Linked DNA regions of Mus musculus: regions 2, 3, 4, 5 and 6 are each linked to region 1. A link is a contact called in public Hi-C and HiChIP or PLAC-seq data. All regions are on one chromosome and are shown on one strand. Each heading gives the region's core, a stretch centred on a gene start, on an enhancer-like site or on the middle of the called end of the contact. The rest is flanking DNA. Distances are from core to core; before and after follow the strand shown. Region 1 holds the start of Spry2 (sprouty RTK signaling antagonist 2). Region 2 overlaps Ndfip2 (Nedd4 family interacting protein 2). Region 3 has its middle 57 kb from the start of Gm24207. Region 4 has its middle 75 kb from the start of 5430440P10Rik. Region 5 overlaps 1700128A07Rik (RIKEN cDNA 1700128A07 gene). Region 6 has its middle 50 kb from the start of 5430440P10Rik.

Evidence for each region. Hi-C and Micro-C count contacts between places; a contact is called where the count stands out from the background. HiChIP or PLAC-seq counts read pairs in DNA pulled down with a chosen protein or histone mark.
Region 2: a contact with region 1 is called in an H3K27ac HiChIP or PLAC-seq map of thymic regulatory T cells, with 6 times the contacts expected there. The contact joins the enhancer-like site here to the promoter of Spry2 in region 1. A contact is called at or near these places in 5 of 39 promoter capture datasets (the C10 cell line, embryonic stem cells, hippocampal neurons and 1 more), 6 of 484 Hi-C or Micro-C datasets (B cells, LSK cells, cerebral cortex and 3 more), 15 of 115 datasets of contacts at active chromatin or transcription factors (the 230-238 cell line, acute myeloid leukemia, astrocytes and 10 more) and 2 of 9 other capture datasets (embryonic stem cells and macrophages).
Region 3: a contact with region 1 is called in an H3K4me3 HiChIP or PLAC-seq map of forebrain, with 10 times the contacts expected there. The contact joins the enhancer-like site here to the promoter of Spry2 in region 1. A contact is called at or near these places in 3 of 39 promoter capture datasets (the C10 cell line, embryonic stem cells and hippocampal neurons), 2 of 15 datasets of contacts at CTCF or cohesin (the NIH/3T3 cell line and large pre-B cells), 26 of 484 Hi-C or Micro-C datasets (B cells, the N1E-115 cell line, cerebellar granule neurons and 16 more), 31 of 115 datasets of contacts at active chromatin or transcription factors (the NIH/3T3 cell line, acute myeloid leukemia, bone marrow-derived macrophages and 21 more) and 3 of 9 other capture datasets (embryonic stem cells, embryonic tail and liver).
Region 4: a Hi-C map of uterus shows a contact between it and region 1, with 2.3 times the contacts expected there. The contact joins the enhancer-like site here to the promoter of Spry2 in region 1. A contact is called at or near these places in 2 of 484 Hi-C or Micro-C datasets (nephron progenitors and uterus), 20 of 115 datasets of contacts at active chromatin or transcription factors (acute myeloid leukemia, bone marrow-derived macrophages, craniofacial prominence and 14 more) and 2 of 9 other capture datasets (embryonic tail and liver).
Region 5: a contact with region 1 is called in a Hi-C map of uterus, with 9 times the contacts expected there. The contact joins the enhancer-like site here to the promoter of Spry2 in region 1. A contact is called at or near these places in 1 of 15 datasets of contacts at CTCF or cohesin (the NIH/3T3 cell line), 2 of 484 Hi-C or Micro-C datasets (both in uterus), 5 of 115 datasets of contacts at active chromatin or transcription factors (acute myeloid leukemia, astrocytes, craniofacial prominence and 2 more) and 1 of 9 other capture datasets (embryonic tail).
Region 6: a contact with region 1 is called in an H3K4me3 HiChIP or PLAC-seq map of embryonic limb bud, with 6 times the contacts expected there. The contact joins the enhancer-like site here to the promoter of Spry2 in region 1. A contact is called at or near these places in 1 of 39 promoter capture datasets (embryonic stem cells), 1 of 15 datasets of contacts at CTCF or cohesin (the NIH/3T3 cell line), 3 of 484 Hi-C or Micro-C datasets (the N1E-115 cell line, the STO cell line and muscle stem cells) and 18 of 115 datasets of contacts at active chromatin or transcription factors (the 230-238 cell line, SST interneurons, acute myeloid leukemia and 14 more).

What each region holds. Positions count from the first base shown.
Region 1 is chr14:105,895,016-105,898,866 of GRCm38.p6, forward strand. It overlaps Spry2 (sprouty RTK signaling antagonist 2), which reads right to left and starts at 1,804. Exons shown (of 2, transcript NM_011897.3): 1 at 1,573-1,804.
Region 2 is chr14:105,270,734-105,274,584 of GRCm38.p6, forward strand. The region is part of intron 1 of Ndfip2 (Nedd4 family interacting protein 2); the gene reads left to right. Among named protein-coding and RNA genes, the nearest start is that of Gm24207, 4.3 kb to the right of the region's middle. Within about 2 kb of position 2,013, at least 10 of the 459 cell types and tissues checked have an H3K27ac peak or open chromatin away from gene starts, as enhancers often do. A contact at or near this core is called in hippocampal neurons and thymic regulatory T cells, where this site is marked.
Region 3 is chr14:105,331,749-105,335,599 of GRCm38.p6, forward strand. No RefSeq gene overlaps it. Among named protein-coding and RNA genes, the nearest start is that of Gm24207, 57 kb to the left of the region's middle. Within about 2 kb of position 1,858, at least 41 of the 459 cell types and tissues checked have an H3K27ac peak or open chromatin away from gene starts, as enhancers often do. A contact at or near this core is called in cerebellar granule neurons, cerebellum, cerebral cortex and 7 more, where this site is marked.
Region 4 is chr14:105,350,481-105,354,331 of GRCm38.p6, forward strand. No RefSeq gene overlaps it. Among named protein-coding and RNA genes, the nearest start is that of 5430440P10Rik, 75 kb to the right of the region's middle. Within about 2 kb of position 1,626, at least 19 of the 459 cell types and tissues checked have an H3K27ac peak or open chromatin away from gene starts, as enhancers often do. A contact at or near this core is called in uterus, where this site is marked.
Region 5 is chr14:106,426,737-106,430,587 of GRCm38.p6, forward strand. All of the region lies in intron 2 of 1700128A07Rik (RIKEN cDNA 1700128A07 gene), which reads right to left. Among named protein-coding and RNA genes, the nearest start is that of 1700128A07Rik, 58 kb to the right of the region's middle. Within about 2 kb of position 1,990, at least 7 of the 459 cell types and tissues checked have an H3K27ac peak or open chromatin away from gene starts, as enhancers often do. A contact at or near this core is called in uterus, where this site is marked.
Region 6 is chr14:105,375,671-105,379,521 of GRCm38.p6, forward strand. No RefSeq gene overlaps it. Among named protein-coding and RNA genes, the nearest start is that of 5430440P10Rik, 50 kb to the right of the region's middle. Within about 2 kb of position 1,646, at least 53 of the 459 cell types and tissues checked have an H3K27ac peak or open chromatin away from gene starts, as enhancers often do. A contact at or near this core is called in the N1E-115 cell line, craniofacial prominence, embryonic basal ganglia and 4 more, where this site is marked.

The DNA.
Region 1 (3,851 bases), core at 554-3,053:
GTCCAGGGGCCAGCCCGGCCCCTCCCGTGTACAATCTGCAGAAGCTGAGGCAGGCAGGGGGCGCGGGCGCCTCCGAAGGGGACGTGTCATGAAAGGCACGAGCACACTTTCCCCTCCTCCACCCCCGCGGCTAAAATTTCCCCCAACCCAAGAGGAACTGCCATCCGGCCCCAAGAGGGGGAGCCACTCTAACACGCCCACCCCCCCGCCGCAAGGTCACCACAAGGTGTTTCTGGGAAGGCCCTCAAAACGGCCGTCCTCACTAGTTTCCAAAGCCGACGGCCCGAGGAAGAGCCGGGCTTAGGGCGCACAGCTTGCACCCACACTCCCAGAGCGACTCCACGGGGCAATGACCTAAGCAAGCACTGCCTGTAATCTGCACACGCCTACCTCCTTTTAGATCAGAAAGAATAAGACATACTTCTTAAAACGAAAGAAAAATAGCTTCATCCAGAGCCCCACTGCACCCGCCAGGCATACACAACTATGAGCCCCGGGGATCGGAAACTTTTCCGTGAGGACCTGCTTGCTGTGCAAAGTAGCATCTTTTGGAAGAAAAAAAAAAGTTGATTTCTACAGATCCCTGGCCGCCTCCAATGCAGCCCCCCCCCCTTCTGCGCTCTCCCAGTTCCTCTCCCTCCCCCTTTGAGTGCTTTGAAACCCCCATTAAGAACAGTGTGTGATCAGACTAAGGATTAGGGGGAAAGGACTTCAGCACTAGGGTGGGGCAAACCGACACAGAAACCCCTTTGTAAAAAAGGCGTTAAGACTCCAAATCTTAAAAACAGTAACACAAAAGAGGGAAGGGGGGAAAAAACTAGCCTTTTTTATTTTGCCACCTACTTTCAGGTAATGGAAAACGATCGCGACCACTTGATATCTCTTCCTGTGCTAAGTCAGCCTCAGTGTCCAAATATATTAAAAAAAAAAAAAAAAGCGTGACCTAGGCCGACCACGAAGAACGGAAAAAAAGAGAAAGCTGCACTTCCGAACCGCAGAGACGCGGCGCCAGGCTGGGCGACGCTCCCACCCGCACCGGGCTAGACTGTCCACACCCGGCAGAGGCGGGGACTCCCTCCGCCTGGCACTCTCGCCTCCGCTCGCCTGCCGGGTCTCCTGGCCCGGTGAGGTGGAGAGGTGAGAAGCCCAGTACCGCAGCCCCACAGGCGCCTCCGCCTCAGGATGGCTCTTCTACAACTTAGCCTTCAAACGAATGGAGGAACAGGTTAGCAATGCCAGAGCCTGCAACAGCGACCTAGAAAACACTTTGTGTTTTCCCTCCCTTAAAGCTCTCGGCGACTGAATCGTCGCCAATGCAGGGATAGGAGTAGAACGCAGTGAAGCGGTCCTCCGCCCCAAACCCCTTACGAGTGAGCTGTCGTGGGACGGGGGATACTGCATAGGCGTACCCTGTAGCCCGGCCATGGCCGAACCCCTGTTCTAGGCGAAGGAGATCCGCGGGGTAGTTCCCTAATGCTCCCGAGAAGCAAGCTGGTTTAGTGGAGAGAGGAACCCGGACCCCACTCCCGGCCGGCTATGGTTCCAGAAGGGGAAAAGCCAAACGCTCCTCACCGTGATCGCGGCTTTGCACCAACCCCTCTCCCTTGAATCCTCTTCTTCCAGCGATGTGCAAATAAATCCAGTCCTGATGCAAACTTTTTCCTTCTTTCCAAACTCTGCTTCAGTCCAACTTCCAAGCAATCGGTGGATTAAAACCACGGGGAAATTTTGGAACCCAGTCCTCCACCGTTGGAACCCTCCCGGATTCCGGGATAGATGACCTCCCTTCCAGAAGCGCACGCGGAGTATTTCCTTTTTCCCCCCTTCTCTCTCTCCTTTTTTTTTTTTTCTCAATGAACAAGAGGCCGAAGCGGCAACGTTGGCGAGTCTCTTTTTTTCCTGGTCGATGAGAGAAAGCGAGGCGAGCACGGCCTTACAAAGAACCTAAGGCCAGCTCGCCAAGACCCGGGGGCCCGGGGCTGCTCCCAAGTGGAGGCAGGCGCGGGGCCGAGGGCCGGGCCGGGCGCGCGCGGGGGCCTGGGCGCTGCGCGCTCCGCCGGCCCCTCTCCTCCGCTGGCGCTGCGGCGCGCAGCTCTCGCTCGTGCAGACTGGGCGTTGCGGAGGCGCGGCGGCGAAGCCGAGGCGGGGGTGGGGGTGCGGAGGGGGTGGAGGCGGCGGGGGAGGAGGGTCTGGGGCCCGGCCGGGGATGGGGGGGGGGGGTACGGGGGGGGAGGGCGCCGCTGGCCTGCGCCCTCGCCTTTCCGGAGGAGGCAGGGAGCTCTGCAGCGGCCGCGGCAGCAGTAAATGGCGTCATGTGGATCCGAGGCGGAACAGAGCAGTTGTTGTCCCAGAGGATATATCGCATCCGGTCCCAGCTCATTGGCTCCGCGGGGCTACATTCACTCGCGCTCCAGCGCCCGCCAGCGCTCCGAGCCGCAGGAGGCATTCAAAAGGGCAACCGCGCCGCCCCGCGCGTCCCCAGCCGCTCCTGCAGCCCCGGCGCCGTCACGCGGGGCCGCGCGGGCCGCCGCGGGGTCAGTTTATCTAGTTTCAAGGAAACACTGACCTTAAAGGGTCCCCCCCCCCATAGCCCCCACCCAGAGGCTACCATACCAGCCCGAGGCTGGCCTCGCTTGGGGAACTTTCTCCCCCTCGCCGCCGGGAGGGGAGAAGGAAGAACGTTGCAAACTAACCCGGCCGCCCGGTGCTAGCGAGAAAAGCGAGTCGCAGCTTTTTAGATTCGATTCGGAATCTCCATTTCGATCCTACCTCTTCTCTCCTGTCTTCCCCCCCACCCCGCCCCGCTCCACCGCACCCCTCCCCCACCGATGCCCAGGGGGCGAAGAGGGTGGGGGAACAGGAGGGGGAGGGAAAGGGGAGCGGGAAGTGAGGTGGGAGGGCTATTGGTTTATTCTTTGTCTACTGGATTAACCCGATTATACACCGGGCACCAGCACAGCCCGCCTCCCCCACCTCCCGAGCCTTGTACGGGAGGAACGGAATGTAGATTCGGGTTTCAAGTCCCTTCTGCTCTGGCTGGGATTGGCTTTGGATTGTGTGTGGACTTGTAGTTTGTTAGAATTTCCTTTTTAAGAGGGATTATCTATAGATGGAGGCCTTTTGAAGATTTTTTTTTTTTGGTACTGTTTTGCTCGATGCAAAAACCTTTTAAATTAATTCTGTAATACCCACGCGATTACTCAGGGCGACATCATGGACTTCCGAAATGGGGGGGGGGGGGAAGAGTCTGTTTCACTACAGAATTCCTCCTTCGCGAAACCATAAATAAAAAGAGCGTCATCTTTCAAATCCCACTATCTGTCACCTAGAACATTCTCATATAAGTTCCTCCTGTTCATGTTGGAAGCGGACTATAGTTAACCATTTAAAACTCTAAATAGGTACTCTCTGGCCGCGGCTGTACTAAGGTGCCTGCACATGGAAGCACGCGCGGGGGGGTGGGGGTCACTGAAATGCATCCACACGCACACGTTGCAATTTTAGCTGAGATTTTACATTTTTTTTTTTTAAACCGGAAGGTACCTGCTATAAGGTCAAAATCCCCGCACAGCACCTGCGACCTTGCACGGTGCGAGGTTAGAGCTCCTAAAAACGTGGAGATTGACTTCTCTCGCTCCAGTCCTCACCTGTTCGCTGCTACCCTGGGCTCTAGCTGCCTTCTGGCGACGTCTCTAACTTATCCTGGCACCTCATTCGCCTGGCTTGCGCTCTCTCCTTGCCCTCTCGGTGTTTCTCCAACCACTCTCCTCCTTCGCCTAGGGTTTGGAACTAGAGATGGCAGGGGAAGTGGCATGCGTTATTTCCGGGCGCTGGCCTGCGTCCCCCCAACT
Region 2 (3,851 bases), core at 763-3,262, 620 kb before region 1:
GAGTCCTTCAGCTGGTCATCCATTGCCAAGGAGTCACTCCTAATGCATACCAGCCCCATTAAACAGACTGTGCAGGATGTAACCCCACTCCATGTGTGCGTGCGTGCGTGTGTGTGTGTGTGTGTGTGTGTGTGTGTGTGTGTGTGTGTGGTGTGCTCCTTTATATTCCAGAACATATTCTTTAATATAGAGAATTGTCTAGAGATTTATTGTTCCTAATAGTTTTTCCTGAGTTTATAGTTGCAGTAAGCAACAGGATATTTTGCAGTGGGAGGGTTGGTGTGTAGGTGGCCACTACCATGTTGAAACAAGAGCCAACAACAAGTTTTTGAGATTTTTTTCACTCTATTAAACTTCTTTGTTTTGTTTTTCTTTAATGTTGGAGGTTCTAGACATCTTTATTTGTTTTTTTGTTCCTAAGTGCCTATTGATATTCCTGTAAGCTGAGTTTTTGTTCTTTGCTTGTAGTTCTATGGTTTCAGAGCTGTGTCATTTCTCCGTGAGCCAGCCTTTTAACGGGGGCCTCCAAAGCAGTGTCTGCCATTTAGGAAACTCTGGCGTGGCTCAGTGAAGTTTAAAGTGATTTGGAGGGTGAGATGGAGAGTTGGCCAGTTGATGCACACTTACAGTTAGCTAAGAATAAGTTCTGGTGTTTTGTTGCTTAGTTATATAACTACTGTTAATAATATATATTTCAAAATAACAAAAGTAATTTTGCGCATTTCACTACAAAAAATGAAATAAAAGGTATAGATTAGGAAACAACAAATTTTTATTGGCAGTATCTGTGTAAAATATGGAAGAATGAGCAAAACTCTTGGAACTTATAAGAATTACAATGAGAATATGACATTAACGTGAAAAAGTCAGTTCTATGTAACCAGTGAACGGATAAAGTCAGAAGCTGTAAAGCCGTTTGGCTTGTGTACCATATTCACATACGTGTTTGCAGTACCTGTGATTGTAATTTCCCAAATGGAAACAACTAATACACATTTCAGTAAGTGAATAAACTGGAGTGCTTCTAGACAGTGACATTTTGTTTGTTTGTTTGTTTGTTTGTTTATTGATTATATGTAAGTACACTGTAGCTGTCTTCAGATACTCTAGAAGAGGGCATCAGATCTTGTTAAGGATGGTTGTGAGCCACCATGTGATTGCTGGGGTTTGAACTCAGGACCTTCGGAAGAAAAGTCCATTAACCGAGAGTCAGTGCTCATAACCTCTGAGCCATCTCTCCAGCCCTAGACAGTGACATTTATTTAGACCTAAAATGAGTGATTTTAATATCAAACAACAGGGAGTAAATGTCTGTGCATATTACCAGCTGAAAGAAGCCAGGGTTACAAATCTAGGTACTGCATGATTTCAACTGTGTGATATCCTGGAGACATTATTTTTGGAGTCAGTTAAAAACATTATCAATGCTTGCTATGTCGTGGTGAGGAAAGAGTTTAGGTTGCGTGTACAGAGGAGTGTTAGTATAGTAACTGTACTGTTAGGAAGGATGGGTGGGGTCCTTTGACATTTGCCATCAACCACAAAATTAACAGCCAGACTGAACTTTGAGTGATAATGATGTGTGTCGTGGGTCAGAGTGGGCTCGTCGGTTTTCACAGTCGTACCAGTTTGGTGGGGATAAAGAAACTAGGGAGGGGGTCTTGGATCTCTGGGACAGGGTTATATGGGAAGTTGGTACACTTGAGACTGACATTTGCTGTGAGTTTAAATCTAAAAACTCACTAAGACTTATTATCTGGTAAATAAGTTTAGGGATGTATTATTGCTAACTTAGATAGAGAGGGGAAGGGAGTTCATTGTATATGTTTACACCGGTGTTTGTCTTCTAATAATCCAGAGTTACTCAGTTTATGTGTTTATACCTTGACAACTTTTGAGAGTTTTTGCTTTTGTATGTAACACTTTGATGGATCAGCCTTTTAATAGTATCTGTAGTGGTATCTTGGCACTTGCTACTTCCCGAATGCATCATCAGCAACAGCACGCCTTGGTAACTTATGTCACTGTGTTTAGTTTTGCTAGAGGATTCTATTCTTAGCCTCTTTCCGTTTGTAAAGGGGAGAATAAAGCTTTCTATGAAGAAGTTGGCATTTTGGCCTGGTCCTTGGTAGCCTCTGTCCACTGTTACCTAGGATTACAGTCAGTCAGTCTCCTCTATTGTCCTTGCTGAAGCATGGCTGTTCCCTAGAGGTCATTAGAACCTATAGAACCTACAGGTTCTGTGCATCAATGGGACTGAGTCTATTTACCATGTCCAGTATTATACTAGGAGCTTATTAGGTTTAGTAAGTGGTGGTTGTAAAACTAATGACTGGTTGGCTGAGCAAATAAGGCTACATGAATCACAGAAATAAAGTGAAGCTTAATAAGATTAATAACGCACTCAAGCTTATTGGCAAGTAGGATATCTATATCTTAAATTTAGATATCCTGACACCAAATCATGTTCTTTTTTTAGTTAGTAACTACGCTCTCTTCTAGAACAGCCCTTCTTAGCCTGTCGGTTTCCATCCCTTTGGGGTCAAATGACCTTTTCACAAGGGCCACCTAAGACCACCAGAAAATACAAATATTTATATTATGGTCCATATCAGTAGCAAAATTACAGTTATGAAATAGCAGTGAAAATAATGCTATGGTTGGATCACCATAGCCTGAGGAGCTGTGTTAAATGGTGTCAGCATTAGGAAGGCTGAGCACCATAGTGGATAGGAGAGTGTGTCACGCTGAGTTCTAAAATGTCAGATGAATGCTCGTGACAGTACATTGACAGTAACAGCACACTAGGTTAGGGACTTTAATGCCTTTAAAAGTAACTTAGCCCAAACCATGATGTGTAATCTAGCTCCTGTCCAGCTCTTAGATACAAGAGTATCGATTGCTCAGGAGTCAGTTGTAGCCAAGAGTCTTTGTTTCTGTTACTTTTGTATTGCTGTGATGAAACACCATGACCAGGGCACAACTTCCAGAAGGGAGGGTTTATGTGGGGTTTATGGATCCCGAGGGTAGGAGGACAGCATCATCATGGTGTCGTGCTGAGGATAATGGCATCAGGCTGGCACTGAAACAGCAGCTGAGGCCTGCCATCCAAATCCACAAACAGGAAGGAGAAAGCCCACTGAGAATGGTAGAGCATCAGCCTGCTATCAGACACACCTCCACTAATACCACCACACCTCCTCGTCCTTTCTAAGCAATTCTTCCATCTGAGGACCAGTTATTCAAATATATGAGCCTAGGGGGCTGTTCTCATTCAAACCACCACACTCTGTAAAGGAAAGCATGGATCTCTCAAAAAGCAGAACGAATGGTCAGTGAGGAAAAGAAGGGGATGACTGGAGTCAGTGCTGTTCAATGTGTTGAAAAGTGTTGAAGACCTTAGCGAGGCTGAGGGCTGGAAATAAACCTCATATTTAACCATTAGAAGTCATCATTCTTAGCATACTTAGACATTCTTAGATGTCTGAGTAAAAGACCATGGTAATGGTCGGGGGGGGGGGGGGGGAATGAAAATTGGAATCACAGAGAATGAAATTCAACATCTTGTAGTTTATTTTTTTCTTTTCCAGGTTGTTTGTATGTGAAGGAATGAAGGATGATGCGCTCAAAAAGCAGGAAAAGAGTAATTTTAAGCAGAGCAGGTCCCTATGTGCTGTTGTTTGTTAGTATGATATAAATAAAATACATGTGGGTGATGTAGGTAGACAGCAGTAAGTCAGGAATAATTTAAATGAAGAGACACTGCTGGGAGACAGGATCGTGTTGGTATACTTGTTATTTGGAAGTGAAGAATATAAGCTAGGGTAGGTGTGTAAGACGAAGTTTAGAGA
Region 3 (3,851 bases), core at 608-3,107, 560 kb before region 1:
CATTCAGCTGCAGGTGTCCACATGTAGTCTCCTGAATAGCTAGGTGGACTCCCAGCAGGTAGCAGTAGCGACAGTGGCTGAACAATAGAGTGATCTAGGGAGGCAGGGTTGTTGAAGGTTACAGAGATTCAAACTGGAGAGACAGATCAACTCTCAGCACTCGTGTGGTGGCTCACAACCATCCATACCTTCAGTTTCAGGAGGTCTGATACCCTAGTCTGACCTCTAACGGCACCAAGCACTCATATGGTACACGTGTAAAACACTCATACATAAATTGAATAAATCTAAAAAAAAAAAAAGACAAAAGGAAATTCATTATCGACTAGTTCTTGAGGCTAGGGAGTCTGAAATGAAAATTGGGCAAATTGGGTTTTCTCTTAAGGCTCTAAGAGAACCAGCCCTTTCTCTCCTCCATTGCTCCCCGCAGGGCTTCCCACCCTGGCCTCACACCATCCTGTGCTCCATGCCCTTCCCAGTCACTGCTTCCTCTGTGTCTGCCCATAAGGACACCAATCATTGAGTTAGGACTCAATCTAAATGACTTCATCTCAAGATCTTTGCATGGTTGCATCTATAAGGACTGTTATTCCCAATTAAGATAGTTTTCTGAGGTTCTTCATGGATGTAAGTTTTTGAAGGACTTTATTTAGTAGCCATCTACATTATCATCACTGTCCCTTCCTCCTCCTCTCCCTCCTCCTCTTTTTTTCTACGCCCCCCCCCCCCAGTGCTGATGATTGACCTAGAGCCTTGTTAGGCAAGCATCCAACACTGAATTATATTACACTCCCAGCATCCAATCCTTTTTTTTTTTATTATTAGATATTTTCTTCATTTACATTTCAAATGCTATCCCCTAAGTCCCCTATTATCTCCCCCCCCCCACCCTGCTCCCCTACTCACCCACTCCCACTTCTTGGCCCTGGCGTTCCCCTGTACTGGGGCATATAAAGTTTGCAAGACCAAGGGGCCTCTCCTCCTAATGATGGCCGACTAGGCCATCTTCTGCTACATGTGCAGCTAGAGACAGGAGCTCTGGGGGTACTGGTTAGTTCATATTGTTGTTCCACCTATAGGGTTGCAGACTCCTTCAGCTCCTTGAGCGCCCAATCTTAAAACAAAGACTTACGGAGGCAGGAGTTGTGTCCGTTAGACTCTTCGATGCTTCAAGTGCTATTAGGCACTGAGTATTTATTGAATGGGAATGAGTGAATGAGGTTGAAACAGGACCCAAGCAATTCGGTGAATGTAGGCACTGGGTCTGATTTAAGATGTTATTCACAAGCCTTCTGCAGCTCACTTGTTATGATGTTTTCAATGTATTTATATAAAGTTCCATGCCTTAGTAGAATGACAAAAATGTAATCCATTAGTGTGAAAGATTAATGTTATTAATATGCTGATTTTTGAATTATTTTTATACTTTTATTTTCTCTGCTCTTAGCTTTCTTCCCATTTGGTTACTATTACCAGTCTTTTTATTTTAATCTACATTTTCTTTTCTTTTCTTTTTTTGTCCTCTATTGTTTCAATTCTTCACTACTGTGTTTTTTTTTAAAATATGAATCTAGAATGTCTTATAGACACACATGTATGTATATCTGACTAATTAGTAGCGTGCATTTTTTATACCAGCTGCAGACCCAAAGGATTCGGGCAGATTTGAATTTGAGAACAGCAAACCATCCTTATTTAGTGATTTTAGAGTTTCCCTGAAGAAAGGAGAAGCAGTTCGTTTTGTATTTGTAGTGTCTGCATCTTTTCTGACTATCAAACGAGGTCCTAACAAGTGCGGCGACGGTAGACATAATAAGCTGCTCCCAAGCCAACCCAGAAATCCTTTCTCATGCCGCGTCCTGCCGAGTGAGATTGTATGGATGCCTGCAAGGACAAAACTCACTGCGCTGTTGGAACATCCCTAGTACCTCTCTCAGCCTCAGATCTAGGCTTTGATTTGTTCTCTCGAGCTCCTTAAAGCACCTCCTTTGCCGGGTTGGATGGTATTTAGGAATCCTGATGAATGTGCTCATTATCTAATACAAAGTGAGAAAAACCTCTCCCGCCTCGAACTCTGCCACAAACTGTACCCCGCTGAACTCCCGAGATTCATTCAATACTAGATTAATAGCATTTATGTTATTCATATATCTCAGCTGACCTTGATCTGAGCAATTCCCTCCTTTTTAATCTCTGTCCCACACTGGGGAGGTTTTGTCCCACAACAATGGCTCTTTCATACATCAAAGCACAGCCCCCCCCCCCAACATCCCGAGTTTTAATTTTCCTTGCATGCATAATGTATCTCTCCTCTGATCACTCTCTGTTACTTTTTACCTGGGTCTAGTTGATAGATAATGGAATTTTCTACTTATTCAGCAAAAGCCACACATTTAAAAATTAACTTTTTAGCACCTGAATAAAATATATTTATAAACAAAATTTGCACAAATAATTTTTTTATCTCTTTCAAATGTAAGAAATATAGATCATATACTTCAACAAGATCTAGTCTTATATACTGCTATTTGTTCAGTCTTTCAAATACAGTCCTTGTCTTGACAAAGAGTTTTAGCCATTTTGTATTTGTATTATGAATTATTGGCTATATTTAAACAATGACTTTACATATAATATCATGTGTATTTCTACATTATATATATATTTTTTTCTCTGCTCCAGCATAGACATTGGAATACAGAGTAAAGGTCTGTGGACAGCTGAGAGTTTAACTCAGTGAATTGGTCCTGTTATACCTTTAAGGAAACATTATTCAAAAGCTCTTACGCAAAGAGAAGCAATTAAACAAGATCAGCAGCAAATTCTAAAACAAGAGCAGCAGAAATTAGGAATTATTTTCCTCATTCTTAGTAATGGCAAATCACTTCCTTTTAGTTGTATTTGCCTTCACTTGCTTTTTGTGATCAACGAGTAACACCTGCGAGTTATGTCTAAGACAGCAATAAGTTGATTCTTTAGCAAGTAATCTAGTAGTAGACAGGTAAAATGTTTTTCTCTGCCCTCCCCCGCCCCATGGTATTTTTTTTCCAGCTTAAAGTTTCAAATATTTTCTCCCGTGTTGCTTGTTTTGGCCTGTTGCTTCTCCTTAAGGAGGCAGTGCATAGTGTTTCCACTGGCGGGCTATATGATATGATTTCCTACTTTATAAAAATTATCCAGAGTTATTAAACATTGGTGTACACAAGTATCACAGACAGCTGCTCAAAGTGCCCATTTGTTAGCCGCGTCTTGAGAAACTCGGAGAACCTGGGTGTGGATGCAAGAGTGCATTTTAAGAAGTAGCCCTCCTGGTCCTTATGTGCCTGGCCACTATTGTTATCTTAACGTCTTAGACAAAAGCCACGCCTATGTTGAAGAACTTTACTAATTAATTTGGACTTAGTGATATGGACAGTGGAATGTTCCAGATCCACAGGCTGTCCCTTTAATTCTCATGTAGTGGCCACCTTTTGTATGTTACCTAATATGTTTTCTCCACTAACAGATAAAACAATTGTAATGTGTTAACTCATAAAACTACCAGATTGGTGCTATTCTTTTCCAAAGCTGAGACTAACATTAGATTGCCTCTGAAATCTTCAGTAGAGTTTCCCTGCTTAGCTATCACCCACCTACCTGTGGTCCCCACCAGTGTAGATGGTAAATGTACACTTATGTAAACTATGACTGTTTTTTTGTTCTGTGACTATAAAAGTTTATGTAACTATTTTCATGGTGGAACATGTCACTTGGGCAGTCAGAATCCATGTTCCAGGGCCAACCGTGATTACTCATATTTAGCTTAAAGCAAACCATCACTTATTCCCTTGGAGGAAGGAGCTGTGTTTTGC
Region 4 (3,851 bases), core at 376-2,875, 540 kb before region 1:
TCTTTAAAAGTAAGGGAAAAAAAGTCAAATTCTATGCACTGATACTTTTTAGACAACAATAAAGGGAAATAAAAATCCCCTACAGGTACAAAGTACAGACTATTTTTAGATTTGACAGGAAAAAGCTTATACTATAAATTATTAAGATTATTCTAAAAACTTGCAGTAAAGGATTTTCCTTTTGATTTGCTGTTTCCTGGGAAACACATTGTCCCTCCCTCCGTCCTCCCTCCCTCTCTCCCTTCCTTTCTCCCCCCTCCCTCTCTCCCTTTCTCCCCCCTCCCTCTCTCCCTTCCTTCCTTCCTTCCTTCCTTCCTTCCTTCCTTCCTTCCTTCCTTCCTTCCTTCCTTCCTTCGTTCCTTCTTTGTTTTTGTTTTAAATCTACTTGCACCTCTCAAATGTAAGTAAGTGCCTTAAGTTTACAACTATTTTCTTTTTCTTTCTTCTGTCTTTCTAGGCTAGTCTGGAACTCACTATGTAGCCTAGGCTGATCTTTAACTCGAAATCCTCCTGCCTCAGCCTCCTGTTGCTGGCATTACAAGTGTACCCCACCATTTCTAGTTTGAATCTTAAAAAAAATAATCTGGTTGGGGTAAGCTAAAATCCCAGAAGCTACTGACACAAATCTCAAGAGGTTTATATGTGAAAACTTGGAGTTTGTCCAAGCCACTTGTGCCTCCCCCTGCTCTGGGTTCGGATACTCTTTTTCTTTCAGGCTGGGCCATGATGCTTGATTGTTCATGTATGATGCCGTTAGCATCCTGCTTTCGCTATGTATTTGCACTGTGTGTTCATCCAGTCACTCATTCACTCTGCAGGGTCGTTAGTCATTAGTCATGAGTTTCTCTTTGTTTTTTATGTGCATGTGTGAGTTCGTGAGTGCCACACGAATGTCTCATGTCCCCAGAGGTAAGATGCTGGCATCAGATGTGCAGGACTGGAACTACAAACATTTGTGAACTTCCATGTGGGCCACCTCTGTGTCTTATTACTAGTCATTTGATGTAGAAAATAATTTTCACAAAGGGAGATGACAGACAGATTTCTTTATGTATCATTTTGTGAGTCTGACATATAACATAAAATATATGACTCTGGACATGTGTTCAAAGGCCTCAGACAACATTCTGGAACAACTAATGATCTGGAACCATAACAATGTTGAGAAAATAGTGCACGTAAAGTTTAACTTTATATTCCATCTTTAGCACAATTATTTGATTATTATTATTATTTATTATTATATAATGTACATAATATGATTATATTATTATGATGATGACATTATCATGATTCTGTTGGTTTAGAATGAAATGAGGTACTTGCAAAGTGCTTACAATAGGCTTAAGAATGACACCTATATTCACAGTGGAATCGTGTAGGAACATGACCCTGGAGGAAGGACACCCATGTTGTCATGGGTGCACACCCATGTTGTCATGGAGACCTAGAGGGGACTGATGCTTCGTCAGTTACTAACGTGGTGGGCCACCTTGGAAGTTCCATTCTTTCTCTGAGGCCCAGTTTCTTTATCTGAGAAACAAATCTTGCCTTCCTTGCAGACTCGAGACCGGAGTTGAATAAGAAGGAGTTTAAGGCCAAATGAGGAGGGGAAGACAGAGAAGGCATTAGATGACACACTTCCCCTTTAGCAGGCCTCAGGGACTCCTGGCTTATGTGTTCCATGTTTGTCAGGGCTGTTGAGTCATTTAAGCTGAAATGAAAATTGTGAAGTCCTCCTTCCTTCTCACAAACGAAGATAACAGAGTCAGATTTCTGCTTTGGAATGTAACCAAAGCCATGTTGCTGTTCCAGCTAGAAAGTGGTTTCTCCACTGCAAATGTTCGATTTAGATCTTAATAGAAGCTATTTTTAACTATCGTTTTATTCGTTTCATTACTAATCCTAGGCTCCACAGAGAGGCAGTGAGATCTATTAACATGAATGTGGAAGCCAGTTGGAAGGTGGGAGTCAGAAATCATTGCTCTCAGTAATATACACATTTTTTCCCCACTGACCGTGTTTTCGTGATTCTCACTTAGCGGATAGTAACAATAATACCCTTTCCCACCGCTGTCTTTGCGATTTGATGTAACTCAAGAACTTGTTTTCATAATTTGTCATTTTTAATATGCTTCTGTGTTTAGTCTTTTCATATCTAGAATGTTCAGTCATATTTCCCCCTCTTTCCTCTGTTTATTTAGTCTCCTTGAGCCTCCTGGTGCACTGGCAGGCCTGATGGTACACCATTCTTCTTTCTGAGGACAGCTTAGGTCTTTGGGCTTTTCTGTCTCTCAGGTTTGTCTACTGCCAAGACCGATCGAAAGGCACTGAATACATACTAGTGGCCTTAACAAAATGCTTTTGGATGGATTTTTGTTAAAGTAAATAATACCAGCAATGAATAAAATAAGAAAAGATTGTAAGCATGAGACAATCTTTGGGTGCTTTTTCCTTAACACAACTTTATATTTCAGCAGAAGGACACCTAACCTTCTGGGCTGAGTTTCTTCAGGCTACTCCTGGGCATTTCAATTAGTGAAAATGTGAATGACTTAATGGGTTTTTTGGTTTGTTTTGCTTTGTTTTTGTTCTTCATGAACGTGGGTCTAAGACCCACGTAAACAGGATTGAAATGGAAAGAGTGATCCATAACTGTGCTACGTACAATAGTCAAAAGATAGATGAACGGAAAACAGGCTTATAGATAAATGGGGAGAAGGCTGAAGGAGGATAACATGGGGCACACATATAACAGAATACTAGTTCTCATAGGCTGGACAGATCAGCATAAAGCACACACACACATACAATAGATAGAATATCGGTCAGCCTTAGAGGCAAGCAGTTCGGACTTATCCTGCACAAGGGCAAACCTTCAGAACAGTACACTGAGTGGAAATTTCCAGTCATAAACTCAAAGATACTACGATAGGGAGATGCCACCATGGGTAAGCATGAGGGTCTGAGTTTAAAAACTCAGCGTTATGTACAAAACCAACATGGCTATACATGCCAGTAATCGCAGCACTGGGGGGTTAGGAAGTATGAAGCTTGGAGCTAGGAAGCCAGGAGCTTGCTGGCTAACTATCGAGCCTTGGGTTCAACGAGAGGACCCATTTCAACAAAATGAGGTGAAGAGTAACTTCCACATGCAGGTTGATGGACATTCATACACTCAGATGCACATGCCATACATATTGCATCCGTGAGGTACCTAGAGTGGCCAGCTCTATAGAGAGAGCAGAATGCTGGTTGACAGGAATCGTGACGAAGAGAGTTTTAGTTTCACAAGGCAAAAGAATTCTGCAGCGTGTTTGCACAAAAATAAATGTACTTTCCAATCCTAGATCATGTATTTAGAGATAGTTAAAATAGTGACTTTCATGTTGTATATATTTTACTACAATTTAGAAATAGTACTTTTTAAAAAGGAAAAAAAACCTAGAAATACTAAATAAAAGAATTTTGCTCGTCTATGGAATTTCTCTCCCTTTATGACCTCCCATAATACAGTGTACAACTTTTAAACCACAATAACTTCAGCATTAGGACATTGGGAATGTAATTTGTACAATTAGAGATGTTGTCTTTCCACATGACACTCATTGCCCTCCATCAGGATTGTATAAACAGTTCCACGGAAAGGTTAAAAAAGGCTGAAGAACTTACCGGTTTGTTGAAACATATAATGTGCATATCAGTTTTCTCTGATCTTGGCCATGGCGGACTACAGAACTCATTAACTTTACCATTTTTTGCACGTGTGTTTCCTCCATCGGTTTCCGTTCCTGTCAGTCAGATTCACACAGCACTTCCGGCTTCATCCCTGCTTGACAAGGTTAAGCCTG
Region 5 (3,851 bases), core at 740-3,239, 530 kb after region 1:
AACAATGGGGGTGGAGGCAGTTGCAAATTTCTTATTGGTACAAATGTTGGTTTGGATATTAATTAGTTCAGTCACTAAGGAAATCTTTATCATAGGTCCTTAAAAAACAAAACAAAACAAAACAAAACAAAACAAAACAATCCTCACATTGAGCTAATGTATGACCTAGCTATACCTCACCTAAGAATGTGCCTGGGGGACTCTGTTTACAAACAACAAACATACTTGTACCTCTCTGTTTATTGCAGTAAATTCACAATAGCCAGCCTTTGCCAAGGTGTCTATCAGTAGAAAAATAAAGAAAGTGTAGCTTTCAGGGGTGGTGAGGTGGTGGGGATCTCTAGGACCTGCCAGAGACCTGTGATGGGGGAAGCTCCCAGGATTCAATGCTGGTGACCTTAGCTGAGACACATAGCAGTGGGGATATGGATCATGAAGACACCACTTCCTGTACTCAGGCAGGATCCCCAGTGGAGGAATAAGGATACCAATCCACCCACAGAACTTTCGACTCAAAATTTGTCCTGTCTAAAAGAAATTCAGGGACAAAGATGGAGAAAAGACCAAGGGAATGGCCAACTAATAAACAGCCCAACTTGAGACCCATCCCATAGGCAAGCACCAATTCTTGACACTATCAGTGACACTCTGTAAAGGTGGCAGTCAGGAACCTAGGGGAACTGCCCTCTGAGGGGCTCCACCCAACAGCTGATAATTCCCTTGTCAAGCTTCTCCCAACACTCACGTTCACTATTACACACCCTCCCTTTCTTGTTTTCATGAATTCTATAGCTATTAATGCTACTTTGCTGTTTGTTCAAACAAAAATTAAATGGATATCTTGTTCCATTTTGTAACCTTAAAATAATATTTTCCTGTTCAAAGTTTCCAGATGACACTCTGTAGTCTGTTTGTGCTAATATAGTTTTTCTCATGGTGTTTATATTTTCTGTTTTAAAAGTCTCTGAAACAAGGGAAAACATGGCTTGAAGATGAGTATTAGATTATTTTCCTGTCTTTTGAAAGACCGTTTGTTTTTATTTTAAAAATCCCAATGACTGAACGCATCAGTTGACATAAAATACAGCCTTGGCAAACGTGACGATTAAACATCAAATTGATTAATTACTACAAAGGGGTATATATAGACTGTAAAACGTGGCTATCCTTCAGAATGAGCAGTGCACAAAGAAAAGAAAAGGAACCATAAAAAGTAAACCCTGGTTAACAGACTGAAAGGCCTCAGGTCCGTTCTATCATCGCCCTTTCTCCAAGGCATACAGATGTTTTCCTCCCACAGGGAGGAAAAAGGAGAAAGATGAAGAAAGTGTCAGCGCTTCCAGAACAATGGGAGAAGAGTCACTGTTAGCAAAGAGGTTCAGAGGAGTGCCACTTTACACTTGGATCCTTCCTTGCACAGGAAGGAGAAGGCTGGCTTAGAAACAATCAATAGTCTGCTATTTGCAATAAGATTAGAGCAAGGAAGGAAGATTGTGTATTATACAATTCCTAAGAGAACTATACTTTTTAAAAATAGTAATTATGTAGACCTATTTTCCAAACTAGAGTTCTGCAAGTTTGTAGATTTTTTCTTTTTTTCTTTTTTTTTAGTTAGACTAGACGATTTTTTTAGACTAGAAAATATGCAGATCCGAGTCCTGTGACAACTGGTGCACACGTATGACAAAGGATACTCCCTATGTTACCCACGTCCTTTCCTTCTTCTTCATACCCTTCCTTAAACTTTCTTTACGTCTCCATTTCTTTCTGCTTTTGTTGTTTGTGCTCTGTCCTGTGGTGTGGCCTGTCCTCTCATTTTGTCCATCTTTCTGGATTTCGTTTTATGACTCTCTTTCTAACGATCAGTGGTGTTCTTTCCAAGGTCATGGCTTGCAGCATCTGGTGCTCTGGATGAGAGTAGAATCAGCAAGAATTATATCTATGGGGAGGAAGAGTAGGAATTCCCTGGGCCCTGTGAAGGAGCAGACACTCCTTCCATCTGGATATGAACAACATCCCCAGGGTCCAGTCCCTGGGAAAGAGAGCTATGGGGTAGATTCCTCACAGTCCATCATCTGTCTCTTTGGGACCAGTCTCTCTCACACCTGGGTGATGAATAGATTTTCCAATTACAACTGGTTAAGACATGGACTCAGTTACATATTACTTTCAGGAGCAGACGTGGAGTGAGGATGTTGGCAACTGGGAAAGCAGAAACATGAATGCTGGGACTTGCTGCTCTGCTCTGCTGTGCTTTAAAAGAAAAATTGCGATGTTGAAATAAAACTTGTTTCAGATTTTCCAGAGAATTTTAACTCAGTATTTACTGCACTTAATATATTGATGACATTCAAATATATTATATCACAACAGGAGGCCAAACTTCAAGATTAGTTATTGTCTCAGAAAGCTTTAAAAGTAAACACTTTGTCTTGCCTCTACTGCACGTGTTTGACTGCTAGGATTTTCAAGCTCTCTCCCATCCCTGTCTACTTCCTTTTAGTACAATGCACGTGAAGATGTTCCTGGGAAAGGCATTTCTCTTTTTAAATCACCAGACTTATTTTAACTTCGTTAATGGATTTGGCTATTTTGAAGGGAATTATGTTTAAGTTGTAACATAGTATATATTTATGAGGTCATATAGGAAAAGTGAGGCTATTTGTCAAAATGTCTGCTCTTGGCAAATTAATTGGCAAAGTAACAGCACCTCAAAACCTTCAGTGGCCAATTGTTTTTTTAGTCAGTAGTGGGATTTTTTAAAAAATTGACAACATTTTCACATCCAAGAAAGACTATGGCAATGTAGTGGCAATGTTGAAGCTTGCCTGAACCTTTGGGACTGGAAAACGCAAAAGATTTCTCTCATCTCACACCCCCTGCCCCCACCAGGTGTGGCATTCTCTGACATTGTGACACAATGTTATCACCTACATAGTTCCACTCCCTCAAGAGTTAGGAAGAAAGTAAGGAACAAAATTACGGGAACAGGGAATGGCCTTGATCAAAATACACTGTGTGTGCATACGAAATTCTCACACAAAAAGTTTATGTTTCATGTAAGTTTATGGTTTTATGTTGCACCATAGCCATAGTTCATAGCTTCCTGGGCCCATGCAGCCCATGCATATAAGGTTGGACAGTCACAATGACCACCCTGCCTTCTGACGCTCTGAGGTGAGTTTCCATTCACCCTTCCCAAGTGACCAAGAATTCTCCATTCTTTTCCCTGAGCCTCTTTATTTTATGAAATCCCGATTTTCCATTCTCCTACTCGAGCGTTTTCTCCCTTAGGAACAATCTCCTTGCCGTCTGTGACCTGAATAAAGCTGTCTCAACAGTATGGTATGTTGTAGTTCCCCAATGCTGAATTCATGTCACCTCCTGAGGCGACCGTCAGTTATAAAGGGAAAGTGAACGCCATGCAGAGTTCTACCTTTCTGAACATGAAATTTGAGCATGGAGTGAGGAAATGCTCTAAAAGTGGTGAATATTTTTAATATGTTTGCATATGTGCATATTTGTACACATATGCATATATATATATATATATATATATACACACACACACATATGTGCACATATAGAAAGTGTACGCAATTATACACTACAAAGTGTATCCTCAGATTTTCTGCTTGTGATGGGCTTCTCCTCCTTCAATGATGAGTGTGTCGAGAGGAGACAGATGGGAACACTTGGTAGATTTGCTCCTTACTAACAACACAGTGGAGAGAACTCAGCCACACTATAAGACCTCCTATCCTCAGGTTTCTATAGTTCTCACCTCCTTTATGTTGATGTCACGAAGATTCAGATGATGAACTGGCATTAAATGTCACGGTGGGGATGGC
Region 6 (3,851 bases), core at 396-2,895, 520 kb before region 1:
CTTCCTTACCTCTAGTTCTATGTGGCTTTAATACCACCAATTTATTCATCCTTGGTGAACATGCTTAAGTCTAAAGTTTGTTGTTTCAGCATCTTTCTCCTACCTTTGACTGACAGTAAGTCAGTAAGGTGCATACTAGACAGAACTGGATATCTGTGTAGATAAGCAGAACAACACAAACTTTTGTTAACTGTGGCTCCCTATCGCTTTAAAGATTCTATTTGTGTAAGTTTTATGTATGTTGCTCATTTTATTGCTTATTTATCTCCTTTAATGTTCATGTGTGCAGCAGAGGCATGGGCTTGAGTTTGATTTTCTAACTCCTGGAAAGACAGCAACGTCTGCACTCACAGGAAGTGTACGTACATCATTGCTACCCAACAGATGAGAATCTGTCATAAAAGTCTGTTTATTTTGTTCAAGTTATGAAATAAAATAAATATACATTTATCTATTTTGAACAATATTGCTCAATAGTATGAAAGTGAATTACATGTCCCTGGTGAGGGAGGAAGTATTGAATATGAGTGGCCACTGCTTTTTAGTTTAGTGGAATATTAATATAAACATAGAACGGAGCCAAAGAAGCACATGGCCAAGGATGGAGCAGGTACTCAGGGACCTTATTTTAAATGAGGACTCTTCAGGTCTTAGGCTTTCTTTCTCTTCAGATCATAATAAATAGCTGGAACTGCTTGATAATTACATGAAATTTTGATTAGGATGTCTTACTTGTACTTATTAATGAGGTTGAGTGTGGTATCTCAACACATGTATGCAATGCGCTCTGATGGAATCCAGCCCCGCCTCCTTTTCCCTCTTTTTCTTTCTACTCTCTGGTCTTTTACTCTTGTACATTCACAGTGAATTGTTGTTGTTTCCACACATGAGACAGAATGCACAATACTTGTTCTTTTCCAAATTCATTGCTTCTCCTTTATCTATTCATGACCACACACGGGTCTTTTATCCATTTTAAAGGATAGTTAACATAAACATTAGGTGTTATTTAGTATTGTGTTAAGAAATACATTTATACAAATAAAGGCGTAAAAGTTAATTATTGCGTGTGTACACGTGTGTATGTTTAAGTAGGGCATGGGAGGTCAGGGAAAAAGTTGTGGAATTCAATTCCCATCTTTACATAGTTCAGAGGTTCCTCTGCAGGTCACCAAGTGTCTTTACCCCCTGAGCAATCTCCGTGATGTTAGAAAAGCTCTTTATAATAATAATAATTAAAAAAGCATAATTTTAGAGCCAATGTTATATAAGAAAATAGTTTAAAATAGAATAAGTAAATCTCTCCAGATCCTATAGAAAAGACACTTCCAAAGGAATAAACAAGAAGAGAGTTGAATGACGCACTAGTTAAAAAAAAGGAAGCAGTCGGTTTTTTGGGTGGGATGACAGTCTCAGAGGGATTCTTTGTAGGCCTGGGTCTGGAGAGTTTGAGGACAGTGGCTGGATATGGATGGATACTACAGGTTAGATCCCCTTGGGATCTGCAGGTGACAAGGCCATCACCACTCATCTAGGTACTAGGGCTGGGGTCACCAGAACCTTTCACCTTAGGCATATGGAGGTACGCTATACCACAGCTGCATGCCAGCTGTGTGTTTTCTCTGGAACTGAAGCAACATGGCTTTCTGGGGCAGTGACCATTTGACTATGGAGAAGCGTAACCAGCCTAGCAGAGAGGCCCACGTTTCCCTCAGTGTGAAGCTAATGGCATATGTTCCAGGGGCCCTCTTAACCCCTGACAGCAACTGGAATTCTCCACCCAGGAATGGGTGGGTGTTTTAGACAAACAGGCAGAACAGATTTAAAGTTGCTCTTCAATGGCTCTTTAGGTTACAAGGACACCTGTGTTGGCTTGAGCTTGGAGCCTTTGATTCTACCCCAGAGATTCATAAAAGCAAATACCTGTGTCTTTTTCTCTCTGTTTCTCACTCAAAAATAAGGATTTCTGGCCAGAGGATTCTCTAAATTCCAGCTGGAATTGGAATGACCAGCCTAAGATCTTAGCAATTAACTTGACTGTGAAGCTTTCTGCAATAAAAAGACACTCTTGCCTCCCTCCTAATCAGGCTGGAAATATGATAGATTCAGTTAATCTTCACCAGGCAATTTCAGACATTTTAGATCCACTTCTACTGTGTGATTAATTGCTTCAGCATTTGGCAAGTCTGGAACAGGAGAGCTGAGGAGGGCGAGCAGGCTGCAGCTGGCCCGATGTTTGTTACTGCTCAGGCCCGGCCTCTGTTCTTCCTCAACAAAGTGCAGCTGCTTTATGTCTGTCACAATCATTGGGATGACATTTCCGAACTGGTAATTACCAAAAGGATTCCTGTTGATGCCTTTTGGAGCTGCCAATCTTTGGGGTAGCTCTTGGCTCCTTCTGAGGACAGTGTGTCTGTAGTTGGCTTTTTATCTCCCTCTTCACACTTGAACTGAAAGAGAGGTCTGTGTGGAGACTTGTAGCTCGCTCTCTGGTGCTCTTTTCCTTCCCTTCATCCCCAGAGGGAATGTTTAAGAATATCACAGAGACCTTAAAGCCCTCTGCACGAGGTACTGGCTGAGGAGGGAACTGGGGTGGGTGGGGGGAAGGTACCTCAGAAACATCCAGGAAAACTGAAGTGAGTTATAAATGTTTTTATGTTCAGTGGCGCAAAGGCCTTCATTTTCTAAGGCTTAAATGAGACTCTTCCTCAGAATTTGGTGCACATCAAAAGGAAGAATTTAGACAATCCACTGGCTTCAGTAATCCAGGAGAAGTGCTACAGGTTGGGCTATATCTCTTTATGCCATTATAGTCTTTCAAATATCCAGATGCCATTTAGTAGGCAATTTTAGAGGGAAGACAAATAGTGCTTTGGCTTAAGGGCTCTTTGGGAGGGAAACACCATAGGCTGTGCACAGGAATATGTCTGTTCCCTCTTTCCCCTGACAATGATTTCTTGCAGGTGTGATGGGCCAGGCACTGTCTAAAAGCTGAGAATTGGAACAGGACCAAGTGGAGGCTGGAGCGGGAGTGGGAAAAACATTATTTAGAGAGCTTCCAAAATTGCACTTTGAGACACTTTCTCCTTCTGCCTTTCCCTTCCCAATCTCAGGCTTTAAAATGCTAATAACTTACACATGTCCTAATCATCCACACTGTCACAGTTTGATGATAAAATGTCTATTGCCTCCGAGCCCTGGAGACACCAGAATTAATACTCATTGAATAGCGATGAGGTTGAAAACGTGGCACGCAACTATCAGCTAATAAGAAAGTTAGGACAAAGCAGGTATTTAGAATGATAAAGGAAATTTAAAAGGTGTGAAAAATACGGGAAAAGAAAAAAAAACGATTACGGTATGCCTTGGCATGCAGTCAGTTTACGCCTTTGTAAACCCATCACAAGTTAGAATGAAAGTAAATGAAAGAAAGATACTTTCAGTACACACAATAAAACAGCATGGTGTGTGCTCACTGTATGTCACAGATCAGCGTGGCTTCCCCTTGGGATGGCTTGCCAGCCTGGGTGGTTCATGGCCAGAGCATCTTATGTGGGCAGAACATCCCACGTATCCCTGACCCAGGAAGTAAAGTTCCAGGTGTGACATATACATATGTATTGCTTTCATACATAGTAAAGTAAAAAAACAAAACCACACAAGCCTTATCATGAGCTGGGGGGGGGGGGGGACCATCTGTACTTCACATGCAGATTTTGTTGTTTTGGAAGTGAAAACAGGAGGATGGAGAAAGACCAAAGTCCACTGATGGATTCCAGACTCAAGACCAAAGTCCATTGGTTGGTTCCAGGGTCAGGGGTAGGGAGAATGAAGACATGGCCTTTTGTCTG